Regions from separate parts of the Mus musculus genome. Here all the other regions are linked to region 3. A link is a contact called in public HiCAR-type, HiChIP or PLAC-seq and promoter capture Hi-C data. All regions are on one chromosome and are shown on one strand. Each heading gives the region's core, a stretch centred on a gene start, on an enhancer-like site or on the middle of the called end of the contact. The rest is flanking DNA. Distances are from core to core; before and after follow the strand shown.

The links. Promoter capture Hi-C pulls out the DNA fragments that hold promoters and counts their contacts. HiCAR-type assays count read pairs that join an accessible place to other places. HiChIP or PLAC-seq counts read pairs in DNA pulled down with a chosen protein or histone mark.
Region 1: a promoter capture Hi-C map of liver shows a contact between it and region 3, with 5 times the contacts expected there. The contact joins the promoter of Gnb4 here to the promoter of Dnajc19 in region 3. A contact is called at or near these places in 2 of 39 promoter capture datasets (hippocampal neurons and liver).
Region 2: a contact with region 3 is called in a promoter capture Hi-C map of pre-B cells. The contact joins the promoter of Mfn1 here to the promoter of Dnajc19 in region 3. A contact is called at or near these places in 4 of 39 promoter capture datasets (hippocampal neurons, liver and pre-B cells), 1 of 484 Hi-C or Micro-C datasets (CD8 T cells) and 2 of 9 other capture datasets (adipose tissue and liver).
Region 4: an H3K27ac HiChIP or PLAC-seq map of embryonic stem cells shows a contact between it and region 3, with 4 times the contacts expected there. The contact joins the enhancer-like site here to the promoter of Dnajc19 in region 3. A contact is called at or near these places in 5 of 39 promoter capture datasets (the C10 cell line, hippocampal neurons, liver and 2 more), 1 of 484 Hi-C or Micro-C datasets (CD4 T cells), 3 of 115 datasets of contacts at active chromatin or transcription factors (embryonic stem cells, large pre-B cells and pro-B cells) and 2 of 9 other capture datasets (adipose tissue and embryonic stem cells).
Region 5: a contact with region 3 is called in a promoter capture Hi-C map of liver, with 4 times the contacts expected there. The contact joins the promoter of Ndufb5 here to the promoter of Dnajc19 in region 3. A contact is called at or near these places in 12 of 39 promoter capture datasets (the 3T3-L1 cell line, the HPC-7 cell line, cranial neural crest and 8 more), 8 of 484 Hi-C or Micro-C datasets (CD4 T cells, Th1 cells, bone marrow-derived DN2 thymocytes and 5 more), 4 of 115 datasets of contacts at active chromatin or transcription factors (astrocytes, embryonic stem cells, large pre-B cells and 1 more) and 4 of 9 other capture datasets (adipose tissue, embryonic stem cells, liver and 1 more).
Region 6: a contact with region 3 is called in a HiCAR-type map of astrocytes, with 4 times the contacts expected there. The contact joins the enhancer-like site here to the promoter of Dnajc19 in region 3. A contact is called at or near these places in 4 of 39 promoter capture datasets (embryonic stem cells, hippocampal neurons, liver and 1 more), 2 of 115 datasets of contacts at active chromatin or transcription factors (astrocytes and stem cell-derived neural progenitor cells) and 1 of 9 other capture datasets (embryonic stem cells).
Region 7: a contact with region 3 is called in a promoter capture Hi-C map of embryonic stem cells, with 4 times the contacts expected there. The contact joins the enhancer-like site here to the promoter of Dnajc19 in region 3. A contact is called at or near these places in 5 of 39 promoter capture datasets (the 3T3-L1 cell line, embryonic stem cells, hippocampal neurons and 1 more), 1 of 484 Hi-C or Micro-C datasets (CD4 T cells) and 2 of 115 datasets of contacts at active chromatin or transcription factors (astrocytes and embryonic forebrain).

The regions. Positions count from the first base shown.
Region 1 is chr3:32,615,280-32,617,979 of GRCm38.p6, forward strand. Gnb4 (guanine nucleotide binding protein (G protein), beta 4) reads right to left here and starts at 1,311. Exons shown (of 10, transcript NM_013531.5): 1 at 1,160-1,311. Gm52622 (a long non-coding RNA gene) reads left to right here and starts at 1,332. Exons shown (of 2, transcript XR_003954599.1): 1 at 1,332-1,998; 2 at 2,124-2,700.
Region 2 is chr3:32,528,085-32,530,784 of GRCm38.p6, forward strand. It overlaps Mfn1 (mitofusin 1), which reads left to right and starts at 1,398. Exons shown (of 18, transcript NM_024200.4): 1 at 1,398-1,611.
Region 3 is chr3:34,080,050-34,082,832 of GRCm38.p6, forward strand. It overlaps Dnajc19 (DnaJ heat shock protein family (Hsp40) member C19), which reads right to left and starts at 1,305. Exons shown (of 6, transcript NM_026332.4): 1 at 1,137-1,305; 2 at 182-233; 3 at 35-108. The coding sequence starts at 1,139.
Region 4 is chr3:32,758,156-32,760,860 of GRCm38.p6, forward strand. No RefSeq gene overlaps it. Among named protein-coding and RNA genes, the nearest start is that of Ndufb5, 22 kb to the left of the region's middle. Within about 2 kb of position 1,281, at least 6 of the 459 cell types and tissues checked have an H3K27ac peak or open chromatin away from gene starts, as enhancers often do. A contact at or near this core is called in embryonic stem cells, where this site is marked.
Region 5 is chr3:32,735,776-32,738,581 of GRCm38.p6, forward strand. Ndufb5 (NADH:ubiquinone oxidoreductase subunit B5) reads left to right here and starts at 1,288. Exons shown (of 6, transcript NM_025316.2): 1 at 1,288-1,430. The coding sequence starts at 1,307. It overlaps Mrpl47 (mitochondrial ribosomal protein L47), which reads right to left and starts at 980. Exons shown (of 7, transcript NM_029017.2): 1 at 867-980. The coding sequence starts at 964.
Region 6 is chr3:35,140,383-35,143,082 of GRCm38.p6, forward strand. No RefSeq gene overlaps it. Among named protein-coding and RNA genes, the nearest start is that of 1700017M07Rik, 130 kb to the right of the region's middle. Within about 2 kb of position 1,254, at least 25 of the 459 cell types and tissues checked have an H3K27ac peak or open chromatin away from gene starts, as enhancers often do. A contact at or near this core is called in astrocytes and stem cell-derived neural progenitor cells, where this site is marked.
Region 7 is chr3:35,331,835-35,334,534 of GRCm38.p6, forward strand. No RefSeq gene overlaps it. Among named protein-coding and RNA genes, the nearest start is that of Gm35425, 15 kb to the left of the region's middle. Within about 2 kb of position 1,292, at least 40 of the 459 cell types and tissues checked have an H3K27ac peak or open chromatin away from gene starts, as enhancers often do. A contact at or near this core is called in embryonic forebrain and embryonic stem cells, where this site is marked.

The sequences.
Region 1 (2,700 bases), core at 61-2,560, 1.5 Mb before region 3:
ATATTTGGTGATGGGGAAAAAAAAAAAAAAAAAAAAAAAAGCCCAACTTAGATACCACTCTTAGTTTTGAAATTGTCCCAGGATCTATTTCAGGATCTATTTTTAAGGAGTAAAAACACACGCTGAAATGTTTATTCATAAAAGACCAGCAACTCAGAACTGCTTCCTGTGTATTGCTCATAGGCTTAAGGCATGCAGTTAAGCAAACCACAGCACGAAGAATCAGCGTCATGGTCTAATAACGTGTAGACAAGAGGTCTGGCAATATTTATTAAATGATATTTTTAAAGTTTCTATTTCGGTTTCAAATTCACCAGCAAACCCAAATGCAAAAGCAAAAGACTCCTTAAGTGCTCTTAATCAAAATATTAAAATATACAGTAAACTTTCAGAATCAGCAATGAATGCTGGCAAAGACCAGATATACAGTTTGGTCAGACCCCTGTAAAAGACAACCTCTCTCCCTCTCACATTAGCATGCCAGCCATCACATCCTGATAAGCTGAAATATATAAAAGGTCACCACCGTCCGAGTTCGCGATATTGAAAGGGACTAATAATTACAATTCTGTCTTAAGGCAACTCCCTAGTAGGGCGCGGGTCTACAGCAGGTTATAATACTCACCTTTTTTTGGGGGGGGGGTGGATGGGAAAGGAGTAGAGAAAACAAAATCACCCACCACTGTCAGCCTTCTCTCAACTTTGAAAACGCAGAAAGAGATGCGGGGAGAAGACGAGAAAAAATAACCGCTTTCTCTAGTTCTAAACTTGCAAATATCCAAAATCCGTTATCACCCACCTTAAAAATAACCAAGCTTTGGGGACATAGTATCAGTCCAAAAACAACAACCTGAGGCTCCAGCAGCCCGTGGAGAACTTGGTGGAGATGGCGGGAGGCTGTGTGTGTGTGTGTGTGTGTGTGTGTGTGTGTGTGTGTGTGTGTGTGTGTGTGTTGGGGGGGGGGGCATTCTCTGCAGCTACCGTCCTCTAGACTCCCGGGTGGACGCACCCTCCGGCCGTCCCGGGCCTCGCAGAGCGCAGGGGAGCCCGCGTCCACACGGAGCCCCGCGCCCGGCCGCCCGCGTCCACACGGAGCCCAGCGCCCGCCACCCGCGTCCACACGGAGCCCTGACGCCCGCCGCCTGCGCTCGCCACCTACCTGGAGCCCGGCCGCCACCACCGCGCTACTGCTGGGCGCCCGGCTGCGGGTCGCGAACCGCTAGCTGGCTCCACCACACAAGACGGCGACCACACCCAGAGCCCTGCACGCCGGACGGGGCGGGGACCCGGGCGCGGCGCGCTGGGCGGGGGCGGGGGCGGGGGCGCGCGAGGCCGGGGAGAGGGTCTGGGAACGCGCCGAGAGAGCGGCGCGCGTGGCTCGGGTCGGGGCTGGCGGGAGCGAGCGCGGTCGGGGCGGGGGGCGCTTGCAGGGGCTCGGGGAACCCAGAACGCGCTTGGCCTGGGTGGAGGCTGATTGGCGCATGCAGGGCCAGGGTGCGTGTGTGTTGGGGAGGGGGCTGGCGGGGGCGCGCGCGTGGCCTGGGCCAGGGTGCAGGGGGTGGGCGCTGGCAAGGCGTGCAGCTTCTGCGGCTTTGGGAAGCGGAAAGCGCATCCCCTGCAGTTTCGATTTATCAGTGTGCCCCTGGACGCGCCGTCTAAGCTGAGTGCCTGACTTCTTCACGCCTGGGCCTGGCCTAGGCTGCTCTGCTCTGGCGGGCTGCAGGGTTGAGCCAGGAGAGCCACAGATGCAGTCTGCAATTACTGGGCTCTAAAATCTGAAGTCAATCCAGCCAAGCAGCCGTCGGTGGATGCCCGAGGTTCACTGGGAACACGAAGCTAGTGATACTGCCCTCCTCCCCACCCCCAACACCAGAACGTGCTGTAAACATTCCTGAACAAACCTATGCTCGCACAGAGCCTGCCCTCTTGACTGTCAGCTCTCGGAAGTTACTCTGTGGTCACTGATGACTGGAAGGCCTTCTCCCAGCACCCTGCCAGGTCTCTGCTCTTTAAACACTAGTGCACCTCAGTGCATCTCAAGCGACTTTGTTCGCATTTCTCCGGCGTTTTATACTGAACATGTTATAAACTAAATGTCTCCCTCCAATTTGTTTCTTCTGCAGGGGCATTGCTCCTCTCCCCACCCCCATCTTTCTTCGGAGTTAATTCCACTTTGACAGACGGTTGCTATAGCATTCTCTTTCTGACGTCAAACAATTTAAAGAAACAGAGCTGGGTAAAAGAGGCTTGCAGAGCTGTAGAAGGGTTTAAAGAATATCAGGAGAGCTTGGCACCCCCGCGGCCTTCCATTCTTCCTTATCAGCTGCTCCATATCAACCTGGAATAAAAGCCACTCATACCTACCGGCAAGGAGGCCAAACAGCAGTCTGAATGTGACTGGGGAGAAGATCTGCTCTGTGTAAAAGCCACCCCACCACAGATGTGAAAACACCAAGATACCAGGATGATGAAGTGGTTTCTCCCCAAAGTTTTGCTTTCCCTAATTAAATACTAGAAGAAAATGAAGAAGTACCAGACTTACACGTCAAAGAGTCAGGATGGTAGGTTGCAGCCGGAGTGGTCTAATTTTTGATGGCATCTTTCAGTAATAAGTCCTAAACTAGAAGGTTGGAGACAAGGGGAAGCCGGTACTTAGGGAGGACATGCATTTCTAAGGCTCCCTGCCTCAGCCTGCCTCTG
Region 2 (2,700 bases), core at 148-2,647, 1.6 Mb before region 3:
AGGCTAACTTGTTCTACATAGTGAGTTCCAGGACCCAGGACTGTCTATATAAAATGACACTGTCTCCAAAAAACAACCCAAAACAAAAATCTTCAAATTTAGGCAGAGTGAGAGCACAGATCTGAATTCTAGCACTTGGGAGGCTGTGACAGCGGGTTTGTGAGTTCTTTTTGTTGTTGTTTTGTTTTGTTTTGTTTTTTGTTGTTGTTTGTTTGTTTGTTTGTTTTTTTTGGAGACAGGGTTTCTCTGTATAGCTCTGGTTGTCTTGGAACTCACTTTGTAGATCAGGCTGGCCTCAAACTCAGAAATCTGCCTGTCTCTGCCTCTCGAGTGCTGGGATTAAAGGTGTGTGCCACCACGCCCAGCTCATGCTTGTTTTTTTAACTCATCCATTTTAGCACTGTCCTTCCTATGTGTCTTGGACAGTTTTTCTCCAGATATTCCCAGTAACAGTCCTGAAATGACCTGAGAAATGACATCCTTTCAGAAAACACATACCTCTTTGGCTCCACCTTGCTCATTTTTCTTCACTCTATCCTCTTGTCCTGATCTCCCCCCCCCCCCATAATAGCAGTCATAGTCTGAAATGATCTCATTCACTGTATTTATCCAACTTTTTTATCCAACTTTTATTTTTATTTATCCAACTTTTGCAGGTGCCCATCAATGTTTTAAGCACTTTACACCCTAACCCATTTACTTTCCCACAATTCATGAAGTAGGCATTTTTAGTATTTTATAGATGAGGTAGCTGCCATTCATATGGATAAAGGGGCTTCCCTGGCAAAAGCATCTCATTTGCTAACTCTGTAAAGAACCTCTCAGGACACATGCTGTGAAACCTCTCTTGGAAGGTGGAACATGTAGAGTCCTTGGGCTTCACCCTCGATCAATCAATCAATGGTTTAACAAGATTCCCAGGTGATTCCTAACAAAGTTTAAATCATGAACAATTAATTTTCTTGAGTAATACCTCTTACAGTAAGTAGACACACACAGCTCACTCCAGTAACCCCAGAAAACCAATCAAGACCAGAGCAATTGGAAAAGTCAAAGTTTTGACGACCCCCCCCCCCCCCCCCGCATGATAAACATCTATGTGGTTTTGGGGTACTTCTCCCCCTACACCCTCAGATAACCATGGACATCTTTTCACACTTGGCGCCTTTGAGCTTTGAAAACTCTGAAGGGAAAAACCAAGGGGAGGAGTTGGAAGGTGGAACAGAAAACAGCCCAGTGGTTAATAAGAACTCCTGCCCAAAACAAACCTCGCCTTCAGCCCTGAAGGAAAATGGCGCCCGCAATATATGCAGTTCTGGTCTCGAAGCGTCAGCCAATAGGAGATCCGAAGCGCCGGAAGTAGCCGCCCCTAGCCCCTCCTCTGGGCACCTCCCCTCTTTCGGGAGGATGAGACAGCCAGGGGGCTGTGGCGGAGCTGTGGTTGCTGGGTGACAGTGGGGAGCAGGGACGGAGTGAGTGTCCGCTGGCGGGTGGCGACGTCCGGGGTGACCTTCGAGCTCCGGACCGGCGCAGCGCGAGCGCCCTGACGGGCCGGGGCGGCGGGCCGGGCAAGGGCGACGGGCGGCCAGCCTGAGGGAAGGCCCTGTCCAGGTAGGAATCCACCCGGCTGGGCAGGCTCTCGGCCCACGCGGCTTCCTCTCCCCACGCACCTCCTCCGCGCCGTCAGTTCAGGATTCCGGAGGGAGCCACCCTCCTGGTGGCCACGGCGCTTCTTTTCACGCACACCAGCGTTAGCGTGTGCTTGTCTTTGGTGGCTTTTCATAGGAGCTTCCAGGTAGAACGTCTTTTACTTTAAATTCAACATTCCTTTAAGTTTGGGGACTTTGGCTTGAAGCCTTCCTTCATGCCTTCTTTAAGTCTTGACTCCGTAATTGTGACGAAAGCTGCTACCTTCTTGGTGTCTGTACTGCATTAAGACTTGGGCATTCTTTTATTTTCTTCGCTAACTGGGAAACTTAGTTTAGCTAAACTAGTTTCATCTTCACTCGAGGAAAATAAATTAGGGATTACAACCAAGATTTTTGTTACTAGCTTTTACCGATTTTACATTTATTTACATATCTACTCTTCCAGGATTGAAGATTGAGCCCCTCCCAGGTCTCCCATGCTAGGCAAATGCCATTGTATCCCTAAACCGGTTTCTAAACTGAGTGTCACTGAGAGACCCAGGCAAGCCTTGATCTCACTCTGTTGCCTCTTGTAGACTTGAATTTTCAGCTTTTCCTGTGTGACACTCCTGAGTAACTGAATTACAGGTAACATGACAGGAGGCAAATTTCTCTTTTTTTAATGGGAGATCACTCGAGAGTAATCTTTGGTTTCTGACTAACATGGTTTCTGTAAATAAATAAATAATACTAAAAAGTATTTTATCTATTTGGCCAGGTTAATTTTTTGCTATTAGGAAATTGAGGCATGAACTAGCAGGTATCAGACTAAGCATGATTTTAAATGTTTGCTCTGTTTTTAGATTTTTTAATGTGTATGTTTTTCTTCCATATACGGATGCATGTTTCACCACAGTTTCTGCGCAGTGCCCTTGAGGTCAGAATAGGGCATAAGATCCCCTGGAACTGGAGTTACAGGTGGTTGTGAGCTACCAATTTAAGTCCTTCTGAAGAGCAACAAGTGTTTTAAAGCACTGAGACATCTGCCTAGCCCTGGAGGCATGCACATTTC
Region 3 (2,783 bases), core at 55-2,554:
ACAGGCAAGTTAGTTAGCAAGAAGGTTCACTTACAGATTTTGGTAGGCTCTGAAAAACTTGTTTTACTTGAGGCTCCACATGCTTCATGGCTTGTAAAACATAACGGCCTAAAACCAAAAGCAACAGAATAAGCAAATCCATGCATAACCAGTCTGCTCCACCCCCAACCCACAGACAAACCTGCAAATCCTGCAGCAGCAATGGTCAACCCGACTGCTACCACTGTGCTGGCCTGTAATGGAGGAGAAGAGCAAGTCTTTACTACTCTTAATTGCTACCTATTCCGCAGCCAAACTCATTACGACCTTCATTTTGGTGAAAGGTGGGTTCTTTTTCCCTTTTGGGGCAGGATTAGGGATGGAACCTAGTGTGTGTCTCATGCTGGTAAGGTGCCTACAACTCCAGCCTTTCTCAAAGTTCCAACACTTTTATTCTGAGGTGGAGTCTTGCTAAAATTGTCCAGGCTGCCCACGAATTTGCGACTAGCTCTCTAAGCAACTGGGACTTTACAGAGTGCAGCACAGGGTCTGCTGGAAGAAACATTTTTTTTTCTAATAGAAATATGTCTTTAAAACTACTGCAGTTGGACGTGGTGCACATTGGCGGCTTGCATTTAGTCCCCGGACTTGGGAAACATTGGCAGGTGAATTTCTGTACGTTCTGGGACTTCCAGGACTACAAAGTGAAACCCTGTTTAAAAAAAAAAAATTAAACTACTGCAATTTTTATCCACAATTTATTGTCAGAGTATGGGATTTTCACCAAGAAGAAAAGGGTAAGTCATCTTTACCCACAACAGTAAGATGGTGATTTTTCAGCCATGGAAGAGAACTTTAACCCTTGGGCATTGGAACCCCTTTCTAGTTTAGACAAGACCGGTGAAAATAAGATTTCTGCTGGATTTGGAAACAGTGCTTGCAAAGGCTCCCTGATCCCATAAGGTATTTCCACCGTAAAGAGGGGAGGAGTGCGGAGATGGTAGTGGGGTAACAGCCCGACCTCCTAGGAGGCACAAACGTGTGCCTGCCTGCAAGCAGATAAGGGGTGTCAGCTGGAGCCACCGGAGGCCGGAGTAAAGGTCAGTCTCCGTATCCGCCCAGCGCCCCTTCGGAGCCCGTCAGCGCCGACCACTCACCATGACTCCACTCCGCGGCTCGGCACCGCGCGCTCATCCCAGCGCGAGCCCACCGCCACGGTACAGCTGTGGAGAACGACAGGGCCGAGCCAGCGATGCCGCCACTTCCACTAGCGCCGCGCAACACGGCAGCGGCGCCGTAAAGTGCGTCGGAACTGTCGCACAAAGTGCCGCACAAAGGGCCTCACCAACTCCGGTTGACGGAGAGGTCGGACTGGGGCGGGACTGGCCATGCCCTCTGCCCGGGATTCCTGACTTGCAAGTCCAATATCCGGCCCTAAAACAGGCTTTCCCGCTAAAACCTATCTCCCTAACTTTGCTTTATATAGGTTATTCCGCCCACCCCGTGGAAGTAGCGTTGTTTTTCACATGAGGCATTTATTTTGTCTTCTGTGCATCTTTTGCTACCCTGGGCTGTCGCCAGTAGATGTCAAGAAGCCACAAGGCTGATCTTCATGGCCTGCAGAGACATCTTTCTTCTTCTGGCTTGGAACGTAGTTAGATCTATAAACATCAGAAACGATATGGAAAATGATTTTTTCCAGTCTTTTTTTTTTTTCCATCTTCCTTCCTGATGTCTGCTTCAGGCTATGTAGATTTGTTCACTAAAAATACAGCTCCTGTTGTGTGTTCACCATGAATTTTTTCTCTCCTGTTTTAGCCTGACTTACTATTTGTGTAATTAAAAGAGCTTCTTGTACCTGTGTTGCTCACAGCATGTGGTTGTTTGGCCTAAGCATGGCAAATGCACTTGACTAGAAGGAAAGTGACTAGGAGCTGTCTTTTTGCATAAAGGCTGTAAGTTGTGAGAATATAAAAGCCATATGTGACCCCAAGGGAAGCTAGAAACTAAGGTAGCTGTTCTTTGTCAATGAATTCCTGTTAATCTTGCCAGTCTTCGCCTGCTACTTCCCCAAGCTTCTCCCCTTTGTTGTCAGAAGACCATTGTGTGAATGTATCATATTTTGCTTATCTTTCCGTTTCTCATGGGTTGTTTCTGTGGTGTAGCTGTGGGGAGTGTCATGTCTGTGGGCATGGATGTACAGAAACTAGGCAGAGACTTATTCCTTTCTCCTGGCTAGGTGGGCAGACATGAAATCCAGGCATGCTGTGAGGATTGGACTTTCACTTGTCGTGCTTTGAATCTGAGCTGTCTCTCAGAGGCTCATGCATGGATTCGTGTGTGTGTGTGTGTGTGTGTGTGTGTGTGTGTTTGTGTGTGTGTGTTAAGAACTCATGGCAGGGATGTGTTAGAGGTAGGGTATTGGGAAGGTAACTGGATCGAAAGGCTCTAAGAAGATGAGTGGATTGATCAGTTGGTTCTTGGCTTGGTGGATGGTGGGAGGTGATGGGGACGTAGCTGAATCATAGTTATGCGGAGCAGGTTCTTGTCTCTAGCTCCTCCCTTTCTTTGCTTCTTGGCCATCATTCATCTCTGCTGGTAGGTCCGACATTCCCCATCCTAAGGTTCTGCTTCACCACACATCCAGAAACAATGGGATCAGACGACTATGCCTTGTCAGCTCTGAGACTGTGAGCCAGTTATTTTTCCAATGTGAGGTAATTCTGTCAGTCATTTTGCCACAGCAAAGGAAAGGTGAGCAATGTAGTTACTGTTATATTCCTGAAAGGGAAGGTAGTTGGTGG
Region 4 (2,705 bases), core at 31-2,530, 1.3 Mb before region 3:
ACCACTTGGATGATAATGGACTGAACCTCTGAACCTGTAAGCCAACCCCAATTAAATGTTGTCTTTTATAAGACTTGCCTTGGTCATGGTATCTGTTCACAGCAATAAAACCCTAAACTAAGGCAAAAATATAACTACCAAAACAAGAAGGAATATTAAAAACTGTAAGGGAAATAGAACTAGTCACATATAAAAACAGGCCCATTAGAGCAATGTCTGACTTTTCAAGGGAGACTCTGTGTAGTACAACAAATTTAAGCTTATCCCTGTCTGACTTACAAATAACTGAGACTCAGACTATGGTTATTTTATTTGGCTTTGATAATTAACCCTTAATCTACTTTTCTAACTGCTGGCCTGACTACCTTCCCAGCAGCATTTCCCAAATACTTGCTCTTCCTCCTGGCTATGTGCTCATGGCACCTCTCCTCTCAGGGTGCCTTCTCTTCTCCCTATGGTCTCTCTCTGCCTCACTCCTCCACTCCCAACCAGGTAACTCAAAAGCCATCTACCTCTAGTCCCTCCAGTAATTGGCTGTAGCCAATTTTACATAACCAACAATTTTAAAATAAGGATCAAAGTTTGCATAACAAAAGCTTGTAAACATGAGAATTCACTCATTGGCCCAGGCTTTAAGTATAGAATTTAGCATTACAATACAATAGAGCAGACCTCAACCCTGTAAAATACAAAAGGGCCAGGAGTGGTGTTCTATAAGCTTTGAAACACTGCAGTTGCCAACCCAGACTACTATATCCAACAAAATCATCATTTACAATGGACCTGTACAGAACATGTCACATAAACACTAAAGAATATACTTTCTTCTCAGCAACTCATGGGACTTTTTGTGAATTTGACCACATATTAGGACACAAAGCAAATCTTAACAGATTTAAGGAAATTGGAATAACACCCTGCATCCTATTTGACCACCATGTACAGAACATGTCACACAAACACTAAAAAATATACTTTCTTCTCAGCAACTCATGGGGCTTTCTGTGAATTTGACCACATATTAGGACACAAAGCAAATCTTAACAGATTTAAGGAAATTGGAATAACACCCTGCATCCTATTTGACCACCATGGATTGAAGTGGGATATAAACAACAGAAAGCATACAAAATCGTGGAAACTGAGGAACTCACTACTGAACGAATTGGGTCACGAGGGAATTAACAACTTTTTAGAACTGAATGGAAACAAAAGCATACCACGCCCAAACCCTCAGGACACAATGAAAGCAGCACTGGGAGGCAAGTCATTACGATTACATACTGACCTTAAAAAAAAAAAGCCAGGTGGGGTGATGGTGCAGGTATGCCTTTAATTACAGTGCTTAGGAGACAGAGAGGCAGCTGGATCTCTGTGTGTTCCAGCCTAGTCTATATAGATAGTTCTAGGACAGCTAAGCTCTGTCTTGAAACAAAATAAAACACCTCCAAACCCCAAAATCCTAAACCAACAACAACAACTACAAAACAAACAAACCCAAACCAGCACCAGCACCACCCAAACCTGAAGAAACTTAACAACACACGTGAAAGGCCTAGGAAACCAAGAAGAAATAATGGCCGAAAAGAATAGGTGAGAAATAATAATCAAACTTGGGGCTGAAATTAATGAAAGAAATAGAAACAAAAAACAATACAAAGAATTAATGCATCGGAGAATTGATTCTTTGAGAAAGTAAAAAAAAAAAAATTGGCAAAGCTTTAGCCAAGTTTACCAAAGGATAGAGAGAAGATCCAGATTAATAAAATTACAGATGAAAGGGGAGACATTACAAAAGAATACCAAGAAAACTCAGAGAGGTATATGGATATACCTAAAAATAATCTGTATTCCACTAAATTGGAAAGCCTGAAAGAAATGGATGAATTTCTTTACATATACAACTTACCAAAATTAAGTGGGGATGAAATCAACACTATAAACAGACCTGTAATCTCCTATTGAAACAAAAGCATTAATTAAAAAGTTCCCAATCAAAAGAAAAGACAAGACCCAGGGCCCATGGATTCAGTATAGAATTCTTCCAGACCTTCAAAGAAGAATTAATACCAATACTCCTTAAATTATCCCACAAAATAGAAAGTGAAAAAATATTGCCTAAATCTTTTTATGAAGCCACAATTACTCTGTAAACCATACAGAGACCCAACAAAGAAAGAAAATTACAGATCAGTTTACCTTATGGACATAGATGCAAAAATTCTCAATAAACTGCAAACCTAATCAAAGAAAGATTATTCACCATGATCAAGTGGGCTTCATCTTAGAGATGCAGGGATGGTTCAACATATGAATATCAATAGATGAAATGAATCACACAAGCAGCCTGAACGGCAAAAACGCAGGATTATATCATTAGATTCAGAAAGGATGTTGATACAATGCAACATCCATTCTTGATAAAAAGTCCTGGAGGGATTAGGGATACAAGGGACATACTTTACCATAATAACGACAATTTTCAGCACGCCCATAGACAACATCAACCGGAATAGCAAGAAAAACAAGTATTTCCACTAAAATCAGGACTAAGATAAGAATGTCTGTTTTCTCTATACCTATTTACTATACTTTTTGAAGACTTAGCCAGAGCAATAAGACAACTGGAGGAGATTATGGGGATACAAATAGGAAAGGAAGAAAGTGTTTTTATTTACAAATGATCTGATTTTATGCATGAAAGA
Region 5 (2,806 bases), core at 38-2,537, 1.3 Mb before region 3:
TTTTGACTATTACTCTAATAATGTTTCTGTTGTCCTGGGGAAATGATGGAAAATCAAGTGTATACCTGCAACATTAAAAAAGAAACGGCAATGTGTTCTATGAATGCATAACTGGTTTTACTGTCTTCAAAATATTTTGCCTCTTTTCTGAGTGATAGGTATTCATTTTTTACAAAACACACACACACACACACACACACACACATACTGAAATAATTTCATTAACAAATTTAAGGTTTATGTATCTGAATGTTTTCCCTGCATATATGTGCACCATGTGTGTGCCTGATACCGTCAGAGGTCAAGGAAGGCATCAGATCAAGATAATGGAAGACGAAATCATTTATTCAAGTTTGCCACCCTGATCAAATTACAACTCTGCAAGGTTTTAAAAAGCTAATTTGCAAAGTTAGTGTAATAATATAGAAGAGACTGCTTCCTTCAATTAATCTGCTCTCTACTATTTCTAAAACTCGGCTCCCTGTTGGCAAGTGTCAGTGAAGAGTAAGCTGTCATTCTCACACTCGCAGACGCAGCTTCTGTTGCCGTAGCTACGCTCATCACTTAACATCTGCCGGACAATCTGTGTACAAAGACGCCGAGGGAAGCCTTCCGTTCACAGCTCAGGACTCCTCGGAAACCTCCCTCCCAACCGACCCAGCCCCAGGACACTGCGAGTCCGAGGAAGCACCGAGCAGCGGATGCTCCCACCGCCCGCGGCGACAGAACGCAGGAGGACTAGTGCGCCAGGATAGGCGACTGCAAGGTCACGCTCTCTGCCTCCGCGGTGGCCTGTCTAGAGCTCTGTTGCATCCTGCAAGAAGCGCCCAAAGGCGGAGGCAGTCATTTCTTCTCTCACCACTTACCCCGAGTGAGCAGCGTCCTTGGGATTTACTAGGGAACAAGCTGCCTTCAGGAACGCTGAGGCTCTTCTACAAATACCCACTAGACTGGTCGCAGCCATGTTTCTAATGGAGACCCACAGTGTCGGTGTCCACGAGGTCACTTCCGCTGGCGGCGTGAGGCAAGTGAAGCAAACAGGAACAGGCTTTGCCCTTACTAAACATGGCCGCTCCCACGGCTCTCGCTTCAATCTCCCAAGTCTGCCATAGAGTTTACAGGGCTCTCTTTGGGCGCCCCACCTACAATGTCGTCACTTTTGTCCGCCAGCGCCTGCCTGTGAAGCTCGCAGGAACGGGCCGCTGCCCTCACTCAATATGGCCTCCTCTAGCGTTCGCCCTCACTGGTGGATTGTCCCTCCCGGCTCCCTTAGCCCTCCCCACTTCCTTCCGTGGCCGGTGTAGCCATGGCGGCCATGAGCCTGCTGCAGCGGGCTTCGGTCTCCGCGCTGACAGCGCTGTCTTGCCGCCGCGCTGGTCCTAGACTCGGAGTCGGAAGTTTTCTCACGCGGAGCTTTCCGAAGACTGTCGGTGGGTGGCGGCCTCGGAGACGCGGGTGAGAGGTGGGAGGGCTGTTTCCAGGTGACCTTGGGGACCTCCGAGGGAGAGAGCGGGGACAAAGTCGGCCTGGGGCTCTCGTGTGAAGAGCTGCTGCAGATCGGATGGCCTTGTTTAAGCTCAGCGTTTGCGAAGCGCCTTGCCACGCCATGCTGGGCGCTGCTCCCTCGCTGCCAGGCTAGGCAGGCATGGAGCTGCTGCCCGCGTCTCCAAGGGCAACTGCACACACTTCGTTGTTGAGACAGGGTCTCGGGGATCCGAGGCTGCACTTGTCCCGGCTCCCGAGGGCTGGGATTGCAGGCTTGCACTGCGTCGCTGGGCTCAGGGCAGAATCAGGGTGCGTGGCACCTGCAGCTGGTTCCAACCCGCAGATAGGAAGTTGCTGAGAAGCGCACTGAAGTGAAGGCTGTCATGGTGTTCCTAGGCACGAGTGTAAAAAGGCTCCAGGTGACAGGCCCGTTAGGCACGGTAATAACTGTGTCCGTGGACCTCACAACATCATAGAAGGCCACGAAAATATTTTATGTTTGTTTTTTTTTTTAAAAGACTAGTGCGAGTGAATGTGTAAAGTTGGGTTCAGCCCAGATTGTATCTGCTGTATGTTAATGCAGTCATGCTTTTCATATGACCTGCGGGTCGCGACCCCTTCATAGGGGTCACCTAAGACCGTAGGAAAACACAGATGTTCACATTGTGACCCATAACAGTAGCAAGATTACAGTTATGGAGTAGCAGTGAAAATAATTTTATAGTTGGAGGTCACAACACAAAGAACTGCATTAAAGGGTTGCAGCATTAGGAAGGTTGAGAACCACTGTTCTCTTAGAAAGGAGCCTAAGAGGGGTAAAGAGCTCAGGTCTCAGGACAGTCATAGAGAGGGCCTTGGTTAGAGATATACAATTTGCCTTGTCTAATATAGAGAAAGACACACACACAAATTGCCCTAAAGCCTATTATATTGAGGCAGTATGCATAGGGACCTTCTGGAACATGCTGGAAAGGATCAGTGCATTTAAAATACCCAGCAGGAATTTACACTGAAGGCAGACTCCATGTGCTGACACTTCTTGGTCATATCCTTTTGACATCACTTTTTTATTGTAAATATCCTCAGATACACAAGTAGAGATCCCTTGAACCCTTCCCCAGAAGTGCTGACTGTAGTCTAGCTGAGCTGAGCTGAGACTCCGTGGTCCCTCTCTTCCTGGACTATTTCTCACTCCTGCAGTTCCGAGAGAACCACGGGGAGCCGATGTCCTGTCCAGAGAGAACAGGGAGGGCCTACTCGAGGCTGTTCCAAGAGCGACTGTTTGACTGTCGCAGCTTTCACTGGCTTATGAGTCTGCCAT
Region 6 (2,700 bases), core at 4-2,503, 1.1 Mb after region 3:
AGAAGCCTGCCCTAGACTCTAGACTTCTCAGAACACAAGTCAAACATTCTTCCCTTCTTTTAAACAGCTTCTGATAATTTTAAAGGAAAAAAAAAATCACTTGATCGATATAAAATGTTGTTTTATGTTTTATACACCCATTTTTCCTAGCACTGAATTCTGTGTCTTCAAGATCTTTTTTTTTTCTTCTTTCTCAACGCCTTTAAGCATTCTTCATGGGTGTCAATAAGTCTGCGTTCTCGCTACCCATTGCTTCTCCTATAACAGCTGCTACCACATCTGCCTCTTTTTTTTTTTTTTTTCTCATTAGAACTAAATGAAACCATCAGATTCCCAAGTAGTTCTCCTCCTGGCAAAAGAGCTCTACTAAAGACCTTAAAACACACTAAATGAGATTCTTATTTCTAGAGGAAACAGCCCCTCTGTAGGTTGTCATAAAGACCCTCCCTTTCAGGAACTTTCACGCAGCTTTAGTCTTAGTGCCCTGAGATTTTAGGTACGTTTCAAAAGCAATGGGGTATTTTCCACTCATTGGCTCCTTCATAAAATGTGGAGTCTCATCCCAGTAGAAAGATGCAGACCTAGTAAGGGCACAGTTGAAGCCTAGGAGAAGCCACCACCCTGGTCCTCAGGAACAGCTAAACAGAGGAGTCCATCAAGAAATTCCTGGGCTGCCAACCAATGCCTCCAAGAAGCAGCAATTATTGGGTTTCTCTCTCCTAGAGACAGAACACAGAAAATTTCACCCTGTTTTCCCTGCTTCACTTAAGAAGATGAGAACAAATGAAACGAAGAAAACAAGTATCAGCCAGAGAAACTCAACCCAGGAATCTCCATTGCCCCCATGCCCCAAAAATCCAGAACACAAAGATGGAATGTCTAAAACTCTCCTAACTCCTGCGAGGCCCACTGTGGGGTTGAAATGATTTAAGGAGGTGAGATGCTTTCATTGATCTCTCCTTTTCCAAGAAAAAAAAATTTGACGAAAACTGTGTTCTAGGGAAATGTTATCAGAAACTTATTTGTTTGTGTATTTAGCTGTTGCTGTCTGCTTTACCCCTTATATAATGTTGACATTCTTTGAAAATGGGTAGATGGACCTTATTCAAGTTCTGACAGTAACTCTTTGTTAGTGTACAAACGGCTTCAGAGGTATTTCATTACCATTCGTAATCATCCGTTTGCTTCTAGCTGGTGACATTTGGAATAGTAAGCAGGGGACACTCTTTGTGTCCAGTGAGTTCATAGAAAGTTAAACTTACTTTCCACAACAGACTCAAGCTTAGCTACCATAACCCTCTTCAGTTACTGTGTGATGTGTTTGAACAGTATGAATGATTAATGAAAGCTAAATAGTCCAGTTTCTATCTTAAAACCTTTTTGTTAACTGCCAGAGAGCTGAGTGACTGGGAGGTGATTGCTGTTCAAATGAGTTATTTATGCAATCTGATGCTTGTTCCCTGACAAAAAATTTAATGTATCAGCTGCTCATTTTCAAAAGATGTAAAAAGTCAGAAACTCTTCCTGATGCCTTTTCCCATCCACAGACCAACACCAAGCTCTGTGGTCCTTGCCAGTTTGGCATCAGAAAGCGAACTTGGCTTGCCCGTCTGAACGAAGCATGGTTGCTTTCTCCCAAGGAAACCAAGATAAAATGTGGCAACGGGTAGCATCCATTACAAAGGTCCTGAAAGTTGCCTCAGAGTTTTCCTGGACCAGATTCTGGCATTGCTCCCAGAAGAAGGCCACTGCCACCCGTGAGCTACGAAAAACAGTCATGCCTGCTGGAGGGAGGGAAGTGTGTAAAACGCTCTGGGTGTTTACGAGCTGATCTGGAAGAGGCATCTTCAGAGATAACTCCTCTGGTAAAGGGGCTCAAGCGTGATGAGGAAACAGAGATTAAGAACCCAGGTGGAGACCACACCTGGGGGATGACAGGAACTAGAGTGGAGGAGGAGGAGGTTGGAGGAGGAGGTAGGTTTCCAGAACACAGCATAGTCGTGGGACATATAGCAGCATCACATGTAATATGAACATCCTTTGGCTTGTTTTGTGATGCTGGGGATCCAGTTCAGCCTCATGTATAGACAAGGCTTGTGCTCAGCCACTGAGCTGCACCACAGTCCTTCTCTCTTTAAGCAAACTTTACATTCTTTTGTTGGCTATGCTGTAAATGCCCTCTTACTCATTTTTTATAATTTGATGGCATTTGGAGCATTGCTTATGGCATGTTTGTCAACTCAACTCCATCAGAATTACGATCATAGCAAGGGATGAAGATACGAATGTCTACCTGACAATCTCTCTCTTTTTTTAAGCAATAAAACCTTTATCCTTTTCCATTTGGTGGTCTGTTGGACACGAACCATTTAAGAGTTTCCAAATAAAATGCTTTAGCACATCTGCAATTAATAAGCCTGAAGCTTATTTTGTACCATTCCTGGTCATCTCTTTTACCAGTTGTGTGTTACTTTGGTTAACCATTTCCTTTCAAAAAGGAGGAACAGAAACGGAATTAATCTAGTGGTTTTTGAAGAGAATTCACAGGTCTACTTCATTTGTTTAACAACTGAGCAAACATGTCACTGTTCAGTTACTACTTGCCCAACAGTATCCTGGGCCCTGGAAACACAGGGATGTTAATATTTAGTCCTTTACACAGAATCTCTGGAGACTATTATACAGAAAGATGAGCAGAGA
Region 7 (2,700 bases), core at 42-2,541, 1.3 Mb after region 3:
GTAGCTCCAGGTTAGCCTCAAAATTGCAATCTTTGTCTCTACCTTCTCATCGGAGCACTATAGGCATATCCAGCATTCCCAATATCGTACAATAATCATTTTCAGTCTCGCTTATGGATTGTTGTATATGGGTTGTATTTCCTCATCTATGAGAAGTTTGTAACTTTTATAACAGCGCTGTATTCCAGAAAATTGTATATTCTTAAAAAAAAAAAGAAACATATCCCAATAGTATCTAATGTAAGTTCCATTAACAACGCATTTAAAGTATTTGTAAATCAACCAAGATGCTCTCCTAACCTGAGAGAGACAGATGTAGAACTAAATAGATATGAAAAAAAGCATGTTTTAAAAGAGGAAAGAAAAAAGTGACTTGATATGCTTTCTTTCATTTCAGTGAATTTCTTCCAATCTGAACAACACACACACACATACACACACACACACACACACACACACACACACACACACACACACTTCTTAGAAAAAGTACAGGTTATTTTGCAGTGAGAGAAAATGAATAATTGTGTAACTCATAGACAGAATCAGTCTGTCACCAATTGGCAACAGAGTCAATGGTTAATTATCTGCAAAGACTTGTCACTTCTCAACCTTCTAGTCAGCAATAAAAAAAGAAGCCTACTCTAATTAGTAAAAAATAATTTTGGGGTCTTTGTATAAAGCTCTTGGTTTTGTTCAGTTGATTTGTTTCAAAGGTACAATAATTCTCTGACTCCAAAATCAAAGCTAATAGCATTTGCAGTTCTAACTAGGGAACGATTTTCAAGATGGCCTCACTTTCAGAGCAGGATTCCAGCTGTGGTGAGCTGTGGCCATTCAGTCACCTGTGCTGAATAGCAAAGACGGTCCCCTCCCATGAGTTACTCGGGAATAATAAAGGCCCAGACTGAAAAGATACAGAGGAGCTAATATCTGATCAGCGCACAGATGTACACGGAACTGTGAATAGTAACTACAGCTTCCATTTAGGGGAGGAAAAAAAGTCTCCTGACAAATGAGAGTTTGAGTGTATCGCCTCACTTCATTACCTTTGTGCATTTTGGGGGGCCAGAAATGTTAATTTTAATCCATGGAAGACCCGCTAGACGGAAGGTTGGGGACTTGGGTCCAAGCCTGGGTCCCTGCTTGGGCCTCTCCTGGGAATACTGAGCAGTTTCCTTACTGCCGCCTGAGGGGAAGGGTCACGGAAAGGATTTGCAGGGTCCTCATTGAGCCCGCTCCTTGCTGAGAGGAGCTGCCTGCTCCGGGACACCTGGTCATTAACATTGCTAATTAGCAGCCATTAATCAGGGTGCGCGCTTGCTTTTTCTGTTGTTGTTGTTGCTGCACGGTGCTGGCCCCGAGGAACCGAGTGAATAAGAAGATTGTTTCATTACCTCCCCAAGAGGAACGAAAGCAGTTCCCATCAGCTCAAGATGAGATGGATTAAGGGGAAGGTTAGACAACAGTTTGAGATGAACTCGCATTGGAAGGAGGGTGGTGGGGCCAGGAGATCCGGGCTGTCGGCCTCAGGGAGGGAAAAAAAATCAGTCAATTATAACTAAAGAAATTTGCAGTGTAACTCTAAGGACCCTGTGAGAGAAACGCTCACAATGAGAGGTTTGCAGTTTAAGAATTTTGTTTCCCTTCGGGGTTGGAACAGGGGCTTCTCTAAGTTATTTCACATCGCTTTGGTTCTCAGTGAGCTTTAAATTGACTAATTCCTGTTTCTCTCATTCTGAATTCCTTTTTTCTTCCAAATGATCATGAAATCAATTAAAATGTTAAGTAGTTATCACTAAAGCACTTTGAAAAGGGTGTCATCTTTTTACCCAAAAGTGCACATGAACAACAGGCCAGAGGTGACCTAATAAACAACGTAATCCTACAGTTTTTAGAATGAGAATGATAAAACTATGTGGAAGTAAAGACTCTTGATTTGCATATAATGACACTAAAACCAGTAACACATCTTTTTAAAAAGGCTAAAGATAATCAGTGTGTGTAATAAATTGTTAATCCAAATGCAATAAAATGATTGAGCTCTCTGTGGGGAAGTGAAGGGTCACTTGGGCAGAAAGCACATTATATGCATTATAATTTCTAGGAGATGTTTGTCTTGGTAACAGTTTGTGTAACCCAAAGTTGTAATGGTCTCTTTTTAATGCAAAAAAACCCAAAAAAACAAAAAACCCAAAAACCAAAAACCAAAACAAAACCATGCAATAAGAATCATTACTTAATCATCAAGTGGTTATCTGCTCCAAATTAATTTGTTCATTTATGAAATTGTATTCCTCCAAAAGCTACAAAGCAGATTGCGAGTTATATGAGAAGTTCCCGCCCCTGAAGCAACAGAAACACCCAGTGCCACATCTAGCCAGTCCTCTGTGGTGGGTACCAAATGTGCTCTGCTGGAGCAATGAGGGGGAAGCAGGGGTTGCCTAGTACTTATTAGTGCAGTGGCCTCTTTGGGACATGTGTAATAAATATACATTTGCACTTATAATGTGTACCCCTGCACTTTCAAAGAGCCACTGCTCATTCTTGTGCCCTACATTTTTCAAAACAATAGGAGACAAAACCTGTTTTTTATGTACTAATTTGTTCTGTTTGCAAATAACTCTGAAGTTGCTGGGGAAGGAAGCTAGTATGTCAAACTAATACAGGGAGCGTTTCAGTGGGGCTGGAGAGCTGTAA